Regions from separate parts of the Columba livia genome. Here region 2 is linked to region 1. A link is a contact called in public Hi-C data. All regions are on one chromosome and are shown on one strand. Each heading gives the region's core, a stretch centred on a gene start, on an enhancer-like site or on the middle of the called end of the contact. The rest is flanking DNA. Distances are from core to core; before and after follow the strand shown.

Region 1 (4,741 bases), core at 1,631-4,130:
GGGGTTCTACAACACAGAAACCAAATACATCCTTTTCAAAACTGCCAAGACATGTATGAATCCAAATGTGCAATCCAAACTTCAGTTCAGCTTTAACAGTATTTCCTTTGTCATATGGAAATTATTGCGTGCTGTGCTCCAAGGAAAATACAGATATCCCAAAGCCTTACACAAAAGTTCAGCCTTTAACACTTTGAAGTAAGATACAAGAGTTGAAAGCTGTGGCAAGCTTTACCAGCCAGATTTATACGACGTGTTTTAATTGCCATCTAGCGGGAATAATGTGAAGCTCCATCTCTCAACACTTCTCACATTACAGCCCTTCATAAAGAAATTGTGTCCTCTCCATCCCAGGTGAACTTGTAGATTTACAGGACACAACTGCCCAGAAGGTGTTTGTTCTGGCTCAGTTCACCTGCACACAGTGACTCATTTTGTCTGGGCCAGGGGATGTCTATCAAAACCAAGTGGTGGTGTTGCCTTTTCATCCTCAAAAACAAAGCTATATCTAATCAGAATAAGCCCCACAATTATCTATGGTCTGAGAAACAAATTATTTCTGTATGCCATTCCCAATGTGAGGCTTTCAGAACCCTGGAAAGACTTAGACTAAGATGCCAGCAGCCCAGACTACATTTACAGCAACTCTTTGGCATTGGTAATGAGAAGATACTGCAATGCTTAGGAATCATAATTCAAATCCCAAATATTTATAGGGAGAGAAAAAAAACATAATTCTTCACTTATAGGTTATTAAATTTTAGGGCTAATTCAAAAAGTAGGCTAGCCCTAATTTACAAACATGTAATAAAAAAAAAAAAATCTTTTCTTATTTTCCAAAAGTAAAGCACTCAGCCTACTAGCAAACTCATTAAGCAAAAGCAATTTCCATTTATAAGAGCTTAGATTCAGCTTTCCAAATACCTCATTTCTATCCTCCAATTAGCATGCCACATATGGAAGATATTACACCAGATACCCTTCACCTTTTGTCCTCAAAGCTATGAGAGGGACCAAGTGTTCCTTATTTCCTGATGAATCCTTAATTACCTGCAATGTGACATATTCCTCCTTCTTTCTTTTTGATCCTAAAATCTAAAAGGCAAAGTCAGCAAGGCACACTGTCTTTCTCTGACCCTTTCATTCTATATATTTCCCAGTCACAGACTTTAAATAATAAACACTTGCAAATGTATAGTACCCATCTGCATTCCCTTTCAGTCTGTCAGTCTTCATAGACCTGGTAGCCTGTTTGTTAACGGCTCAGCTAGATTCGTATCCATGACCAGTTATTTCTCAAAGGGCAACACGGATGTGCTGGACATCAAACTGCTGTCTGCCCAGTGTGGTGCCAGAACCACCAGACCCCAGGCAACCCAGTGGTCAGCAGACATTACAGCACAATCAACGTTTAGTTTGTGACATGACTTCAGATCTCAAATCCTACGTGTTAACACAGGCATCACAGGCTGACACAGATAGCAAGGGAGAAACAAGGAACTGCTGGGGTCACCAAATGAATCTGTCCCTATTCCCCACCTTCCAGCACCACACCACTCCTCACAATAGCCAAGCATGCCAAATAACATTTTTTTTTTTTTTTAGCTAACAAGCCTGACTAAATGTGTGCACCCTTTTGTTTGGCATCCTGTCCTACAAATACAGAAGTTGCTAGGTAATCCAGCTTGCAAAAGAACAGCCAACTAGCACATGGCACTTTACTATCAGCCTGGAGTTCCCATGTTAACAGATCTTAATCAGGGCTAGATTAGCATATTTAAGAAACACTTTTTGTGTAAGTGTGGAATCTTGCCTTTAATATCTGGTCTACGCTAGCAAAGAAGTCTATTGTCTAAAGCTGACAAAGCTCACACTGGCCAACCCTATCCTATATCTGTGAGGATCACCAAACATACTTAATACTTAGGACAGTGACAGTGGGGACGACTACACCAGTAAGACTGCCACTGTTAAGGACTTCACTCAAGAGCGGTTTTACTAGAGCAGGACAAAAATGCAGCTTTGGTGGATAAGCTGTGTCTGTGTTTTGCTCAGGTAGTGTTGTGGTACACCTGCAATCATCTGCATGCTGTACCTATAAAGTGTAAGAATAGCACAAACCCCTTCATCTTATTTTATGCTCTAACCTACTTTAGAATAGGAGGGCAACAAAGCAGTGCAAGCAGTTTTCCAGACAGTACGTCTAGCAGCAAGATAAGTTGTCTTCATCACATCTATGGCCTTGACTGGAAAAGACTGTCTCTCCGGACATGTTTTCTCATTACAAATAGCACAGAAGTCCTGTGTGTTAAAATAATTGTACGGTCACACTTTATAGTGCATGGCAAGTGAGGACAAAAAGACTGTGACCTTCCTATAAAACAATAACCTTATTGAAAGAAGTTCATTATCCCAAAATGATCTGATCTTATTTGTTAATACTGCCTTTCTATTTAAGGCTCATGAACACTCAGCTACAAGAAAAGCCCAATCACATGCTCAAATCCATGTTAAAGTACAAGCACAGTTTATAACTCAACACTTTCTGAATTATTATGTCCTTGGGACACAGAGTTTCTGCTACAATCAGTTATTTTTATTTCTCGTGTAGCAGCGATTCCATCTGGAAACAACACAATTATCTCCTATCCAACAAGACTGCGTGCTTCCATGTGCTACGTGTCATCCCCTGGTATCTCAGCCTTCCCTTGACTTCAGTGTTTCAGTTGAAAAAAGAAAAGGAGAAGCAGGCAGTGGCCTGTTGCATAAGGGGTGCTCAGCCCCTGACAGGACTGGCACCAGCACTGATTGCTGGGACAATTTTCTGAAGGATTGCTCCCTAATGCCGTCTGGATCAAGCCTGACCAGCTACAAGGAAGCTATCAGAGACATTGCAGGCTTTTACTGCTTGGTTATTTGACTACATTTAGGAGCAATATGACCCATCTTACAGTTAAATGCATGATTCAAGGTGCTCGAAGTATCGAAACAGCCAGACATTTTGTGACAATCTACTAATAGCCATTAACATTTTCAAATGAAAAAACCCACAACTCAATGCCAATATTAGTTTAATTACTTACTGTGCTCATAGGGACTAACTTTAAACCATACAAACAAAACTGAAAACCAGTAAGTACCGTGGCTTTTTTTTCAAAACACAGTTAATAAAATAATAGTAATAATGTATCAGAAAAACACAGACGCAACATAATAATTATCCTTCACACTTGCACAGCACGTTTCATCTGAGAAACACAAAGTACTTGAAAGACTAAAATTAATTCTAATTAAACCTTTCAGCATCCTATGTAGTTATTTGACATTTACAGAGCGGTAAGCGAGACTCAGAGGTTTGGTAAGTTGCGCAGGATGATACAGTTTGTCATTGGTGGAGTCAGACCAAAAATCCAGATCCTGGTTTCTTGTTCTGTTTTAACTACCAGGCTACTCTGCCTATTTTGTTCAGCATCAGGTTTTCTGCTATAATAAAACGACAGATGAAGCAAAGGGGAGAGCAACCTATTTGTATTCAAAAATTGTGAGATTTAATGGCGAGCTAAATTGTTTTAATAACTGACTATTTTCTTCAGGCTCTACATATGCTTCTCCTTTCCCCAGTTTTCCATCTCATACATAGTCTAAGCATGTTGAATCAAGCACCACCAGGACAGAAATTACCTCTGGAAGGGAAAGGTTTTGTCTGTCCACACAAGACGCATTTTTCAAATCCAGAATTATTTCAAAATACATATAATAGCAGCGGCCATCACAGGTAGTGTTTTCCATTAGAAATAATTGTTAAAACATACATATTTAACTAACTGTATTTTAATGAGACTTTTTCTCTTTAATTATTATTCGGTTCTTAGGAAAGGAGGAGGGAAACTGAAGAAGCCAGACAAGAGAAAAGATAGTGAGGGATTAAAAAGAAAGAAGGTGCCAATCAGATAATTGCTTAGACCAAAGATAAACACTTTCTAAAGCGTTAAAATAACATTTCACATTACAAGAGATGTAACATCTGCAAAATAACAGATTTTTTTTTTTCAGGTTTTTTTTTTTCTTAGCTTATTAAATAATTACAATGTAGCCTTTTTCAACCACTGAAACTTGTTGAAAATGTGTCTCAGATCTATTATTTTAAAATTACCAGCAAACATAATAATCACGGCAATTATTTGCAGGTCATCAAGGAAAAGACATAATCTACAAGAACCAACAATTCTGAATGCTGATATCTTTGTTTCAACAATATCATTCAAAACGTAATTGATTTCATTGAGAATTTGGTACATAGACATGGACATTTGGGAAATGGGGAGAAAACTATTACTAATTCATAAAGAAAATTTAAATTTCATCATCCCAGACCATACATAATTGCTACTGGCCAAGAAACTGAGACTGACAGTGTTTAAATACAGTTTAACATTGTGAGTCCTTCCTATGTAAAGGAAAACAGGATGGAAAATTATAAATCTGACTGTAACCATCCATAAAGGGACAAAATCAAAGGAATAACGATAGGGCAAATCCTTATGCTTAAGGTAATTGAAACACATTGCACACAGAGGACTGAGTCTGTTTAAAAGTACATATGCTGAATTCACCCATTTTTTCATGGAGAAATTACTTACCCTCGTGAGTAGAAACATATCTCGTACTTTTGTGCCACAGTATTGAAAAATCTGGCCTATAATAAGTAATTTATGGAACTAAGATACACAGAATCACATAC
Region 2 (4,962 bases), core at 126-2,625, 170 kb before region 1:
AGCAGAGCGGAGCCGGGGATCTGCCGCTGCCCCCCGAGGTCTCCGCCCCTGCCCGCCGGGCGCCGTCCGCGGACGGGTCCTAGCGCCGCTCGGGGCCGGGCTCCGCGGGTGAAGCAGCGCCTTGGGTCCCGCAGGCAAACACGGCAGGGCAAATATTCCCGACTGGCCAAATAAGTGCAAGAACGCGCGGGTGATGTTGAACTTTGAGACTTTCTCTGCAGCGCGGCCGGCGAGTCGCTGAGTCGGAGCGCTCGGCGCAGGGATGAGAGCAGGCGGTGGAAATGTACCAGCTGCCTTTGGCCGCCCTGCCACGCTGAGCGGCCCCGGGAAGGGAGGGCACGAAGTCCCCGCTCTGTTTCCTCGGGCCTCTTACCAGCGCGGAGCGTCCTCGGCGGCCGAAGCCCAGCGCCCTGTGCCCGCTGAGTTCGGGGCGTCGGCGGGGAGCCGGGGCGTGCGGGCCACTCTCCCCACGGCGGCTCCCACGGGAGGGCGGGCGGTTCTGCCCTGCCAGGGCGCTAAGACCCGGCTGCGCGGTGGTCAAAGGTTCCCAGCAGGACACTAGAGGGCGATCCCAGGCCCTTCTGCGGGGGTGTGTATATATACGGCACGCAGGACCGAGGCAGCCCACTAGCAACAGGGCAGGCAGGCAGCGAGCGGAGCTCGGGCGGACTGGGGCGAGCCGTTCCGTGCCGCACCGTGCCGCGGTGCCGTTCGCTGCCGCGGGCCGGGGTTCCGCGGGCTTGATAGAGTCGCCGCCGCTGCCCCGTCCGAAACCTGGATTGCAGGAGCCCTTCACCATGCCCGGCACACTGTAGGTGCTTCATGGAGCAAGCCAACTTCTACGAGGTCGATTCCCGGCCCCCGATGAGCAGCGGCCAGCACCACCAGCTCCAGACTCCCCTGCCCGGCAGCGCCTACAGCTACAGAGAGGCTCCCTCGGCGGCGGCACCTGCTACTGGCGGCGCGGAGCTCGGCGACATCTGCGAGAACGAGAACTCCATCGACATCAGCGCCTACATCGACCCCGCCGCCTTCAACGACGAGTTCCTGGCCGACCTCTTCCAGCACAGCAAGCAGCAAGAGAAAGCCAAGGCCATCCTGGCCGGGGATTTCGACTTCCACAGCATGCATGGGGCCGGCGCCGCCGCTTCGGCGCCGGGGCACCAGCAGCAGCACCACCAGCAGCCGCTCTTCGGCTGCGCGGCCGGCTACATGGACGGCAAGCTCGACCCCCTGTACGAGCGCATCGCCGCGCCCGGCTTGCGGCCGCTGGTGATTAAGCAGGAGCCCCGCGAGGAGGAGGAGGTCAAGTCGGCGGCCCTGTCGGCCCTCTACCCCCACCATGCTCTGCAGCAGCACCCGTCCCACCTGCAGTACCAGATCGCCCACTGCGCCCAGACCACCATGCACCTTCAGCCCGGGCACCCCACGCCGCCCCCCACGCCCGTGCCCAGCCCGCACCACCCGCACCATCCGCACCCTCCCGGCGGCCTGCCCGCCGCCGGCGCCCTCAAAATGATGTCCGCGGACCACCGGAGCAAATCGAAAAAGACAGTGGACAAGAACAGCAACGAGTACCGTGTGCGCCGGGAGCGCAACAACATCGCGGTGCGCAAGAGCCGCGACAAGGCCAAGCAGCGCAACGTGGAGACGCAGCAGAAGGTGCTGGAGCTCACCACCGACAACGAGCGGCTGCGCAAGCGGGTGGAGCAGCTCACCCGGGAGCTGGAAACTCTGCGGGGCATCTTCAGGCAGCTGCCCGAGAGCTCGCTGGTGAAGGCCATGGGCAGCTGCGCTTAGCGCCGCGCCGGGACTGGCGGGGCCGCCGCGCCCGCGGCTGCGCTTGCCCTCGCTCACTTCCAGATACTATACATACCGGAGAGCAGCGATCTCAGATTGTTTCGGGGGAGGGAGGGAGTTGGACTTTTGTTTTGCTTTTGTTTTGTTTTGTTTGTTTTTAACAACGACCAATACGAGAAGCCAGGCAGCTGTAGTATTAAAAGATTTGTGCCTTAAGGATGACACACAAATAAGCTGAAAACATGGTGGGTTTTATAAGGAGAAAGGTGGGGGGAAGGAAGAAATTTGAAAGCCCACGTGTCTACACAGGGTAAATAACAATAATAATAATAGTAATAAAGCACAGATAGCAATCCAGATGTGCCTTAAAAGCTGGCTGCAAGAGCTCTGGGGCTTTCTGTTCTCCTCAGCCTGGCTGGTTGTGAGGAAAAAGGGTGAGAGATGTGCAGGCTTGAGGGACGGAGCATTCAGGAGTACTGGCCAGGCCCCCTCAGCAGACCTGCGGTGCAGCAGGCACAGGCAGCTGTGGGGAGGCCAGGGAGAAGCGGGCTGAGGCTGAGAGGCGCGCAGTGCCGGGCACCCATTTGGAGCACTGAGGTGTGGGGCAGCTGCCGGACTGCTGCCAGGAGCCCTGTCTTGTTAGGGTGCAGGGCAGGGGCCGCCGCTGCTGCAGGACTGATGGACAGCCTGGGACTGACAGAGCAGCAGCTTGTGAGGGAGCGTGGTGAGCTTCCTCCACCGAAAGGAAGAGCAGCAGTGTCTTGTACTGTATGTCACGACGTGACGAAGCACAAATGAATAAATACCTATCGATGCGGGTATTTACTATGAACTTTCAGTGTATTTTGCTTTATTCCAGGACATTTAGCTCCTTTCAAAGTCTCTGTCTGTCCAAGCTGTGCCTCATGTAATGTGAAAGCCTTTCCGTGTATACTAGCTACACTTTATTTTTATTGCATTACTTTAAGTAACTAACTCTTTGCCATCACATGACTTTCTTATCTGGTGACAGAGACTATGCCCTTGTGCTGCAATGTTATTTTATTATTTGTATGGGTGGGTGAGTGTGAGTCTGTGTTGCCTTCTTCACATTGTTCTGGGCTGGCCGCTGCCTCCTGACCCCAAGGCAGGGGGGCCTATGATGGAATGTGGGCCTCAGGGCTGCAGGACATCTGTTGGGGGATGAGGAGGCTCTTCTCCAGTGCTTCAGCACCTTTGGACTCTGGAGCTTCTCCCAGTGTGAATGAAAAATAAGCAAACAAACAGCCCCCCATCCAGAGAGCGCTGGTAGCCATGCAAAGCATTTCTTCCTCATGTCATAGCCGCACAAGAATTTGTCCAGTTGAAATAGTCATGATGGGAGAGGAGAACAAGGTGGAGAGATGAAGCCTTTGAAAGTGTGACAGCAGGAATGCAGTGCTGGGCGTGTGTGTATGTATGTGCCACGTGTGTATGTGGTGTGTATGGGTATGTATACATGTATGTATATGCACACACATTGGTGGTGTGTTGTTGTGTGTTGGGTTTTTTTTTTTTAATTTGGGGGGGGAACTGCATATAAAGGTTGTCAAAAGTCCTGGTTATGTTCATAAATAAACAGCATATATTCTACCATAACCATCTGCCTCTCTGTGTGTTCCCAGTTCTTTTTCTGTAGCAGCAGAGCGAAACCTCTTCCTCAGACCGCACATCCTGCTCTGCGCTGGCACCTGCTTCCCCAGCCAGGATCGGTGACCAAAGCGCCTCCGTGGAGCACAACTCCCTCGCATTCGCCCCAGGGAAATAAATACATGGTTGCCTTTAAGAGAAGGGCAATTTCCTAAGTACTGGTGTCAGGTGTGTGCCTGTGAGTCAGCCTTGGCTTCCCCCTCCCACCTGCGCCGTGGCTGGGCCGCGGGTCGTCCAGCCCGCGACGGGCCCGCTGCCTCTCCCTGAGCGGGCTTAAGGCAGCCGGGAGCGACGAGGAAGGCGTCAGGGGGACGAGGACACGCAGCTCACCCGCCGGCTGCCCCAGACACGGGCCCGGTCCGGCCGGGGCGCCCGCCTCGGGCACGCCGTGGAGCCTCTGCGGGGCGCAGCGGACGAGCTGTCACCCGGGCACGGGGCTTGCGAAAAGGAGGCGGCGGGTAGGGCCGGCCCCGCTCGCCCGGCAGCGGCGTCGCTGCCCGTCCCGTCCGAGCGAGACGTGGCCGGGGCCCGTCGCCTCTCCCGGGGAGTTTCGCTCCGGCCGGGTCGAGCCCAGAAGACGCCGTCCCGGGGCTCTCCGGTGCCGGCGGTACGTGGGGCACCGGCGGCGGCTCCGGGCGCTGGATCCCGTCGGGGGCTCCTGCCCTGCCCGGGGCCGGCGGGGCGCGGAGGGGAGTCGGCGCGAGGCCCGGCGGCGATAGGGCCCCGCGCGGTGGGGCGGGAGGCGGCGGGGCCCCGGGGTGAAGTAACGCCCGGGCCGGCCTGTGGCGCAGCGCCCGGGTGGCCTGCGGGGAGCTCAGCCGAGCCCCCACAGCTGCCCCAGCCTCCCGGCCCTCGGGCTGGGCTGCGGCTGCGCCTCTGGCATGTGACAGAAAGGTGCTGCCCCGGGTCCCGTCCCCTTGGGCAGCACCTGAGTGTGCTGGGTCTTGGTGAGGGTGATGCCTGCAGGAGAGCCGAGTTCCCCATCACTTGTTGCCCCCATGCTGTGTCCAGCATCATACGTCCACGGCAGAAATTCAGTACCCCAAAGACAGAGATTTGGACCCACAGGTACCTGCTGTGGTGGCGCCCAGGCCGCGCAGCAGCACATGTTCTCAATGCGGCTCCCAGAGCACCTTGGCCTGGTGCAGGCACAGCCGGGCGAGTCCTGCTCAGCCCCTGCGCCATGTAGGCGATGGGACAGCTCTGAGGGTACCGAGAGGCTTCGCCTCCTCTCGGGGGGTTCATGGCGGTTTGCGAAGCAAAGCAAGGGTGAGGCTGCTACTCCAAAGTCCACCATGACTGTTGGTCTGCAAGCACTCGCTGCTTGGGATGAGTGAAAGGTGAGTGCGGATCAGGACTGAGGATTTTATTTTTCAGTTAGATGTAGGGGATTCAGAGCTGGTAATTTTCCAAGGGAAGAGTTAAATTCTAGTGGTGTCGGGTGAAAATAATGACTTTTCCTTGTGCTTCCTTCCTCCCCCGGCCCTGCAGAGC

What was found. Hi-C and Micro-C count contacts between places; a contact is called where the count stands out from the background.
Region 2: a contact with region 1 is called in a Hi-C map of liver, with 2.3 times the contacts expected there. The contact joins two enhancer-like sites. A contact is called at or near these places in 2 of 2 Hi-C or Micro-C datasets (crop and liver).

What each region holds. Positions count from the first base shown.
Region 1 is chr13:15,601,065-15,605,805 of bColLiv1.pat.W.v2, reverse strand. No RefSeq gene overlaps it. Among named protein-coding and RNA genes, the nearest start is that of SLC7A10, 27 kb to the right of the region's middle. Within about 2 kb of position 2,880, at least 1 of the 3 cell types and tissues checked has an H3K27ac peak away from gene starts, as active enhancers do.
Region 2 is chr13:15,765,509-15,770,470 of bColLiv1.pat.W.v2, reverse strand. It overlaps CEBPA (CCAAT enhancer binding protein alpha), which reads left to right. Exons shown (of 5, transcript XM_065028420.1): 5 at 1-3,417. The coding sequence starts at 823. The coding sequence ends at 1,800. Among named protein-coding and RNA genes, the nearest start is that of CEBPA, 17 kb to the left of the region's middle. Within about 2 kb of position 1,375, at least 1 of the 3 cell types and tissues checked has an H3K27ac peak away from gene starts, as active enhancers do.